2 separate regions of the Gossypium hirsutum genome follow, and region 1 is linked to region 2. A link is a contact called in public Hi-C data. All regions are on one chromosome and are shown on one strand. Each heading gives the region's core, a stretch centred on a gene start, on an enhancer-like site or on the middle of the called end of the contact. The rest is flanking DNA. Distances are from core to core; before and after follow the strand shown. Region 1 holds the start of LOC107893631 (40S ribosomal protein S21). Region 2 has its middle 9.7 kb from the start of LOC107893629.

Region 1 (4,156 bases), core at 914-3,413, 100 kb before region 2:
TATCGTTTGAAGCAGAAAATCAACAACTAGAGTATTAGACACATTTCACACGGAGGTCGAGAGGTTTTTATCAAGGCTATTTTACAGTCTATTCCCACCTATTCGATGGCTTGTTTCCTTTTACCAAAATTGTTTTGTGTGGAACTGGAAAACATAATGGGCTCATTTTGGTGGAGGAATAATCATAGCAAGCAGTGGATGCATTGGTGTGATTGGAAATCCTTATGTGCGCCTAAAGAGGATGGTGGTATGGGATTTCGTCATTTGAGTTCTTTTAATACTGCTTTATTGGCTAAACAAGGTTGGCGTCGTTAAGTAATCCTAATTCTTTACTAACGCGTACTTTGAAAGCCAGATATTTTAAAGATAGTGATTTCTTGAACTCTAGTTTGGGGAGGTCACCTTCTTTTACCTAGCAGAGTATCTGGGCCGCGAGGGGCCTCCTCTTGAAGGGTTTGGATTGGCGGATTGGGAATGGTTAGAAAGTTTCTATTTGGGATGATGTTTGGATACTTGGAGATGATCAACTCAGAATTCAGAATATGAATAATAATTAGAGTCTCATCGAAGTTGCGGATCTTATTGATGCAAGTTCTAAAAAATAGAAGTCTGATCTGATCAGTTTTACCTTTGAGGAACAGATTACAAAAAGGATCCTCTGTATTCCTCTTCCTTTGTTTGAGCATGAAGACTCTCTTGTTTGGCGGGGTGAGTTGTCAGGCGAATACTTGGTCCGAAGTGGTCACTGACTTCTTTTACAAGAAGGTCGGGATCAATTACATACAAATCACAAGCAAATTTACAAAAAATTATGGAAAATGAATCTACCCCCTAAAATTAAAATTACAATCTGGAGATTCCTATGTAACTATCTGCCTCGTTTTAGTAATCTTCATTATCGCAGAATGATTGCTTCCCCCATGTGTAGAAGGTGTCAAACAGGAGCTGAAATGAGGGAGCATATTTTCTGGGAATGTCCTCCTGCAAAAGATACATGAGAGCAGTTACATATGGCATGGGCTAGCTCGGATGACAATTCAGAATTTACAGTTTGGCTGAAAAATACCTTTGAGACTAGATCCATGGCTTTGTGTAAAATGACTGTATGCGCTTTATAGGCGTTATGGACGTCTCGGAACAAATTTATTCATGAGGGGGAAAACCAAACAGGCGTTCAGATTGCAAGTTTTGTGCAAATTTATTTAAAGGAACTTGATGATCTAAAAAGTGCTATACTTGAAAGATGGATCTGTGTGGACAGATGGACTGCTCCGATGGGATCGAGATTGAAAGTGAACTTTGACGCAACTTTCAACAATCACAACAAAGAGTCATGCTCTAGGTTAGTGATTCGTAACAGTACAGTAGAGGTTATCTGTTGTAAAACGAAAATGAACTTGAACATACCGTCTGTTTTTTCCGCAGAAGCAGTAGCGTGTTTTTAGGCACTGAAGCTGGGGTTACAACTTGGGTTGAGGGCGATTGAGGTTGAAGGTAATTCTCGAACGATCATTCGGAAGCTGCAAGAGGAAAAGGAGGACAGATCTAAAATTTCTGTGTATATCAAAGATGCTCAGTATCTCAGCTGTCAATTTAATCATTGTGTTTTTCTTTTCACAAACAGGGAGGCTAACAGAGTTGCCCATTGTTTAGCACAAGAAGGACTCAAGAAAAGAGAATCTACTTACTTAACAAATCTAATATCTCCTGGTGCGGTGGAGGCGATAGCTGAAGACAGGAGGCAGATGGAGGTAGTGGGTGAGGATAGGGGAAGAAGAAATGAAGGGTCTAGAGAAAGTGTTCTGGAATTTTGATTTTGCTGAGTTTCAATGGGTTTTGATCTTTCAATGTGCATCGGGGTAATGAATAGGTTTGATAGGATTGATATGATGGGTAATTAAGTATCTGATGGTTTTTGCTTCCCCAAGCGGTTCTTGCTAATTTTTTCAAAAGGGGTTTTAATTATTGGAGTACAGCTGAAGAAGACGTCTCTAGAGCTCCCCTTTTTTTGCCGTTTGCTGGATCTTGTTGTTGGGCTGTTTTTTCTGTTTTTGTTTTTGATTCTTTTGGTTTTGGCTTTTGTGGGCTTAGTCTTTGTTTGTATGTTTTGGACTAGTCTATTATGACCCATGTCATTTTGGCTTTGCATTTTGTGTTGGCCTTCTGTAATAAAATCCAGCTAATTTTCTTAAAAAAATAATTATCATGTTTTAAATAAATAAACCCAGCCCTAGCAGTTTTCGCGTCTTCAGCCGCTTTCCTTTATTATCTTACAGGTAGTATACCTTTCTGTGTCTCTGGGTTTCATAGTTCTAATTTTATTTTGGTGTTTTAATCTTCATACGTTTGAATTTTTTTCCCTTTTGAAATGTTTAAATATGCTTGGCAATTTTTTTTCCCAGAAATTATAATTTAAATCAGGATTTGGGTTTTCTATAAAATGTTTGTTCATAATTTATTTGCAGGGGATCGAACTTGAAGTTCAAATATAGTTTCAGCTTTGCGTTTCTTCATCAGTTAAGCAGTCTGAAAAGATGCAGAACGAAGAGGGGCAAAACATGGATCTTTATATCCCCAGGAAATGGTTTTTAATTTGCTTCACTCATGTTTCTTTCTCACAATTTTTGTCTATATTGTAATGCTCATTTGTACTTTTGTTGTTGCAGTTCCGCCACTAACAGGCTTATAACCTCCAAGGATCATGCATCCGTTCAGATTAACGTTGGGCACTTGGATGAGCTTGGCAGATACACTGGCACATTCTCCACTTTTGCTCTTTGTGGCTTTGTTCGAGCCCAGGTTCGTTTTGGTTCTTTACTAACCTCTGTTGGATATTTTGGGCTGCTTCAGTCCTATGTTACTGGTGTCTGATAAGTGAATGTTTAATTTAATTTCTTTTTTATTTGGAGGATTCTTGAAGGGTCATTTCACTGCATTCTCAGGTTTGCATTAATTACATGTTTAAAATTCTGATCATGCTTAAAAAGATTAATCTTGCAACTTGCTTTGTTAGTAATGAGCTTCTAGTTACGTTGTCAAGTTAAAGACTCTGAATGTTTGAGATGCATTTGAAGTGTCAATTGCGATCCATTTACTTTGCAAGGGAAAACATTGGGTTTATTAGCATATTTTGGATGCAATGTGTAAAGACCTGGAGTATGCAATGTGGGGTGTGTCCGGCTGCCTGTAGATTGGCACAAGGTCCTAGTATAGACACAGTTACAGGGTTGTTCATTTTGAATGTTTTTAACTTATACCTTCTGCTCTGCTCTGGTAGTACATTTAGAGAAATAAACTTTGGTTTTAAGAACATTCTGAATTGAAATACCACAGCTAAAACTCCATGCTTAAAGACCTGATGCAATATATCGTAGGAAAGCAAGCCTGGTTGCTTGTAGACTGACAGGTTCCTGGTAGACCCAATTACAAAGTTGTTCATTGTATAAAAGTTGGATTCTATTAATAAGAAGTTTTATTTTGTTGCCTCAGTTCTTTTTCAAGATATTGAGTTGCATCTGATTTTGGCTGCTAATTAGTTTGTTCTACTTTGCAGGGCGATGCCGATAGCGCACTCGACAGGCTTTGGCAGAAGAAGAAAGCCAAAGTCCGACAGTAGTCAGAAGACTTGTTGTTACTAGTTTGTTTCTTAACTGAGGAGAGGGAAAATGAGCTGTAGTTTCTTTTGGTGGATCATGTTAAAGTTGTTTTTTGCTGAATGGTTTATGTTTTGTGCTTAAATTGCTTGCATTATAGCCTAATATGTCTGTCTCACTTTGGGTTCTCCATTTTTGTTATCACTTTGTTTGCGGATTACCAAAACTTTTTGCGAGAGAGATTGGGGAGGAGGAGATTAGGAGCAGGTTGGCAAACGGGTGTAGTCGGGTACCATTGTTTTCAAATTTGGATTATTTTGGATTTAGTTTAGTTTGAGTTCGGATATTTTTAGAGTCGAATAATTTCGAATTTGACTTGTTTTAAGGTGAGCAATTTTATAAATATTCAATTAGTTTTAAAGTTTTACTAGTTATAAAATCTTTTTATTTCAAATGTAAATACTAAGTTTACTTTTACAAACACAATTTAAATTTGTCTCATAAAAAGGAAAAAGAAAATCTAAATATTTTATTATAGTATAGATATTATTTAAACAATATAG
Region 2 (3,770 bases), core at 397-2,896:
AAGTGACCGAATAAAAAAACCTAGCTTTGGCTTTTTATTATTCTCTAATTTCGGCAATATGATGAAGATGATAACAAATTTTTACTTTGTTTTATTTTATTAACCTTTATTTATCAAATACCAAATTTAACCTTAAGTTATAACATTTAAAATCACATAAATGTTCTCCATAAAATTCCACTATCATTTAAAATGGTTTAATTACCATTTAAGGCCATCATATTTAAAATCCAAAGCTATTTGACACCTTTAACAAGTAGAATGCAACTTTTGCATTTTACGCGATTAAGTCCTTTTCCACAAATTGAGCAATTAAACGATAAAATTAGCTCACGAAATTTTCACACATACATAAAATCATGTTGTAAACACATAAAATAATATTAAAATAATTTTTCAACCTCGTATTTGTGGTTTCAAAATCACTATTTCGATTTAGCTAAAATCGAGCTGTTACGAAAGCCCGATCTAATCTCACAAATGTGCCAGCTATTTGCCAAGTAAAAGAAGGTCCAACGAAACCCAAATCCTGAAAATTAAAAGTCTAAAAATTTGCCAAAAAAAAAGTTACATCTCTTCCCTGTGGCATAAATGTTTTTTTTTATCATCAGGTAAGAGAATTGCATTAAAGTCACCTATAATTAAGCATAGAAAAGTATAATGAGGTAAAGCAGCTTTCAAATCATCCCAAAGAGCCTTTCATTTTCTCCTGTCCAAACCACCATAGACAAAAGAAATAAAAATAAAATTAGAATGAACATTACCACCTACACAATAGAGAATGAATTGTGGGTGATTTTGGATTATTCTAATATGAATTGAATCATTCTAGCCCACCCAAATTCCTCCTAAAAAATCAATAGCTTCAACACAATGAGAAGAATAAAATCTGAGTTTATTGATAATAAACTTATCATTTTTACCACTTACTCCTAGCTCCAGCAAGCACACAATGTTCAGGGAAAATTCAATATTGTATTCATGAAAAACACAAATAAATTTATTGCTTGCGCAAAAAATAACAATTCCATGAGAAAATTGTTAAATTTAAATCCATATAAAATGATAATATAAAATAAATAAAAACCAAACCCTTTACTATTTAGGAGAGTCCCCCTTTTCCTATTGACTTTCTAATAGCTTTGGGTCACCTAAGCCTAAGCCTTCAACAGCTTGTGAAAAGATGGCCTAAGCCAAGTTGGTCATTGATTCCCCAAGCAGTACCTTAAAATTGCCTACTGATTTGAATCTACTTCCCTTCCCCTGAATTATTCTATTGAGATTTGTTGAGAGACGTGGTCCACCAATCTTCTCCCTTGAGCCTTTACCCACGACCCTTTCCTTCCCTTTACCCAAAGACACATCAAAACCCCTTTCCATCTAGCTGCCAATGAATGAAGCCTAACCCTCCTTAAATATGACTGTCGAGTGTCTATTTGGATCAAGCCCAGCCACTGATTTAGAAACTGTAACATCCACTACTTTTTATGAAAGTATTAGTTATGAAGTGGTTTTCGTGTTATCTTCGTCGTAAACGGAGTGGAAACTAGAAGTAGATCTATCACAACCACCCCCTTCAGCCCATCCATGGTTAACAGAAATCTCTAAGCTTGAGAGTGACTTACCAGTATCCTCCATAACCAGGCCCAACCTAGTCAGCCCATTATTTACCACCAACCCAAGAATCCCCTCGAGCCCTTATCCCGCAATACTATCCTTCAACAAATTGAATTCCACTGGGCCCTTGGAGACTTCCACAATAATGGGTCTAGTATTGTAAGACAGAATCCTGGACAACATAGGCCCAGCAACTGCCACTAGTATTTTTTGTAAAATCTAAAAGGCCCGATAGAGAAGTGAACCTAGTGCATTCATTAGGCCTCTAGAATAAGTTTGGTTATTTGAGAGGCTAGTAGTGCGATGAATAGATGCAACTTCTAGGTTGCCCCAAGTACAATATCCTTATCCTTTTTATGTCAATTTTATTAATCCTTTCCATTAACAACAGAATCAATTTCAACGTTAACTTCCAACTCTGACAATGCCCTAAATAAAAAACCCTCACTTTTTTTTGCCATAGATCCAGCTCCTAATTGTGAAAAATCCTTTTATTTGCGGCAAGATTTATTTTCTACCAACACCCACTGGTTGTAAGTTTTGTTTTTCTCTCCCGTTCTATCAACAACCATGCTAACAACCTCCGGTAGTGTTTCTGACAATGTAGCAGCCCTATCAGAGTTGGATTCTGAGACCCTAAAAGGGACATACGTCCTTAACGTGACCATATTGTCCACAGTGGAAACAGGCTATTAGTAAAAATTCATACTCAGCCTTCTGGATTTTTCCATTGATAAGAACTAGGGACACTAGGGGTCTATCTAAGTTGACGTACACAGCCATACGGGCGAATCAACCTTTGGCCCTATTATCTGTGTTCATATCCAATTTAACAACCTTGTCAATCAACTCCCCTATTTCTACTAGAATTTTCCTCTTGTATAAATAACCCGGTAATCCTAGAGGCCTGATCCACGACTTTATGACATTTGAAAATGTCTGTGCAGGATTAAAGGACACCGTCCATATAGTCAAATATTAACCAAAAATGATTCAGAGTCCTTCCAAGAGCACATTTTCTCAATCAAGTTTGGTCTAGAATTTGGTAAAAAAAAAGTCATTCTCAATATCATCAAATGGAATGGTGATGATGGCTTTCATAAGCTGTAGATTTTATTTTGTAGCATTGAGTAACCAATGTTACGTCCCCAAATTTTCAGGACCATAGTATTTTCCATATCCTTGATAAAGATTTGATGAATCATTTCTGAGAACTCAATTGAAGGAGTACCATTAACAACATATTTCTGTATATCTCCTTCCAACAACTCGAAATCTTTCTTCTCCTCTAATCCACTCCCTACAACATTAGGAGGTTTTCCAACAAGTTTGTCTTTCCATGAGATTGTTGGATTGTTTGGCAAATCATCCAACAATTCTCTACTCTCACTTTCATCTTTTTCCCTAAATCGAACTTTTTTAGGGATAAGCCTATCATAGAGTCATCTCCAGATCGAGAATTTTCATAGAGAGAATCCATTAAACGTAAGTTTAGCCCCTTCATTTTTTTCAAATAGAAAGATGAGCGGTTTCTTAAGTTGCAGTACTTGTTGTTTTGAAGTTACCAACAGCTAATGTTTTTTGACCTATTTGTTTTTTAAATCTTAATCTTGTAACGAAAAATATTCCAAAAGTTAATATTAAAGCCACAACCCCATAATTATAGTTTCGATAGAATTATGATCCATCTACATACAAAATATTAAATTTATTAAGTTCAAATTCAATAAAAATGCATTCCCCTTAACAATAGCAAGTGCAAATAAGAATTTTGAAGTCACTTCTATTGTTTCTTCAAATGCAGGAGAGAGAGAGAGAGAGAGAGAGAGAGAGAGAGAGAGAGAGAGAGAGAGAGAGAGAGAGAGAGAGAGAGAGAGAGAGAGAGAGAGAGAGAGAGAGAGAGAGAGAGAGAGAGAGAATAGATGGAAAAAAAAAGGTTTCTTCTACATAGTTAGTTCTATAGCATCAAAAAACCAATTTCAAGTCCTCCATTCTAAGACTTATTTTAGTTGTGTTGAATTTCTAAATAAAAAATAAAAATGAGTCAAATGGAACAAAAATCTAAAATCATATCCTGGTCATGTTTGAATAGGTTTTTGATATAGATGTTAGACAAGTTTAGGGAAATTGAAGAGTTGAATAATATAGGAAGA

What was found. A called contact is a pair of places that touch in the nucleus more often than the background predicts.
Region 1: a contact with region 2 is called in a Hi-C map of leaf, with 5 times the contacts expected there. The contact joins the promoter of LOC107893631 here to the enhancer-like site in region 2. A contact is called at or near these places in 4 of 34 Hi-C or Micro-C datasets (all in leaf).

What each region holds. Positions count from the first base shown.
Region 1 is chrA13:77,004,494-77,008,649 of Gossypium_hirsutum_v2.1, reverse strand. It overlaps LOC107893631 (40S ribosomal protein S21), which reads left to right and starts at 2,163. Exons shown (of 4, transcript XM_016818671.2): 1 at 2,163-2,276; 2 at 2,466-2,578; 3 at 2,667-2,799; 4 at 3,554-3,758. The coding sequence starts at 2,535. The coding sequence ends at 3,616.
Region 2 is chrA13:76,903,802-76,907,571 of Gossypium_hirsutum_v2.1, reverse strand. No RefSeq gene overlaps it. Among protein-coding and RNA genes, the nearest start is that of LOC107893629, 9.7 kb to the right of the region's middle. Within about 2 kb of position 1,646, at least 9 of the 9 cell types and tissues checked have an H3K27ac peak or open chromatin away from gene starts, as enhancers often do. A contact at or near this core is called in leaf, where this site is marked.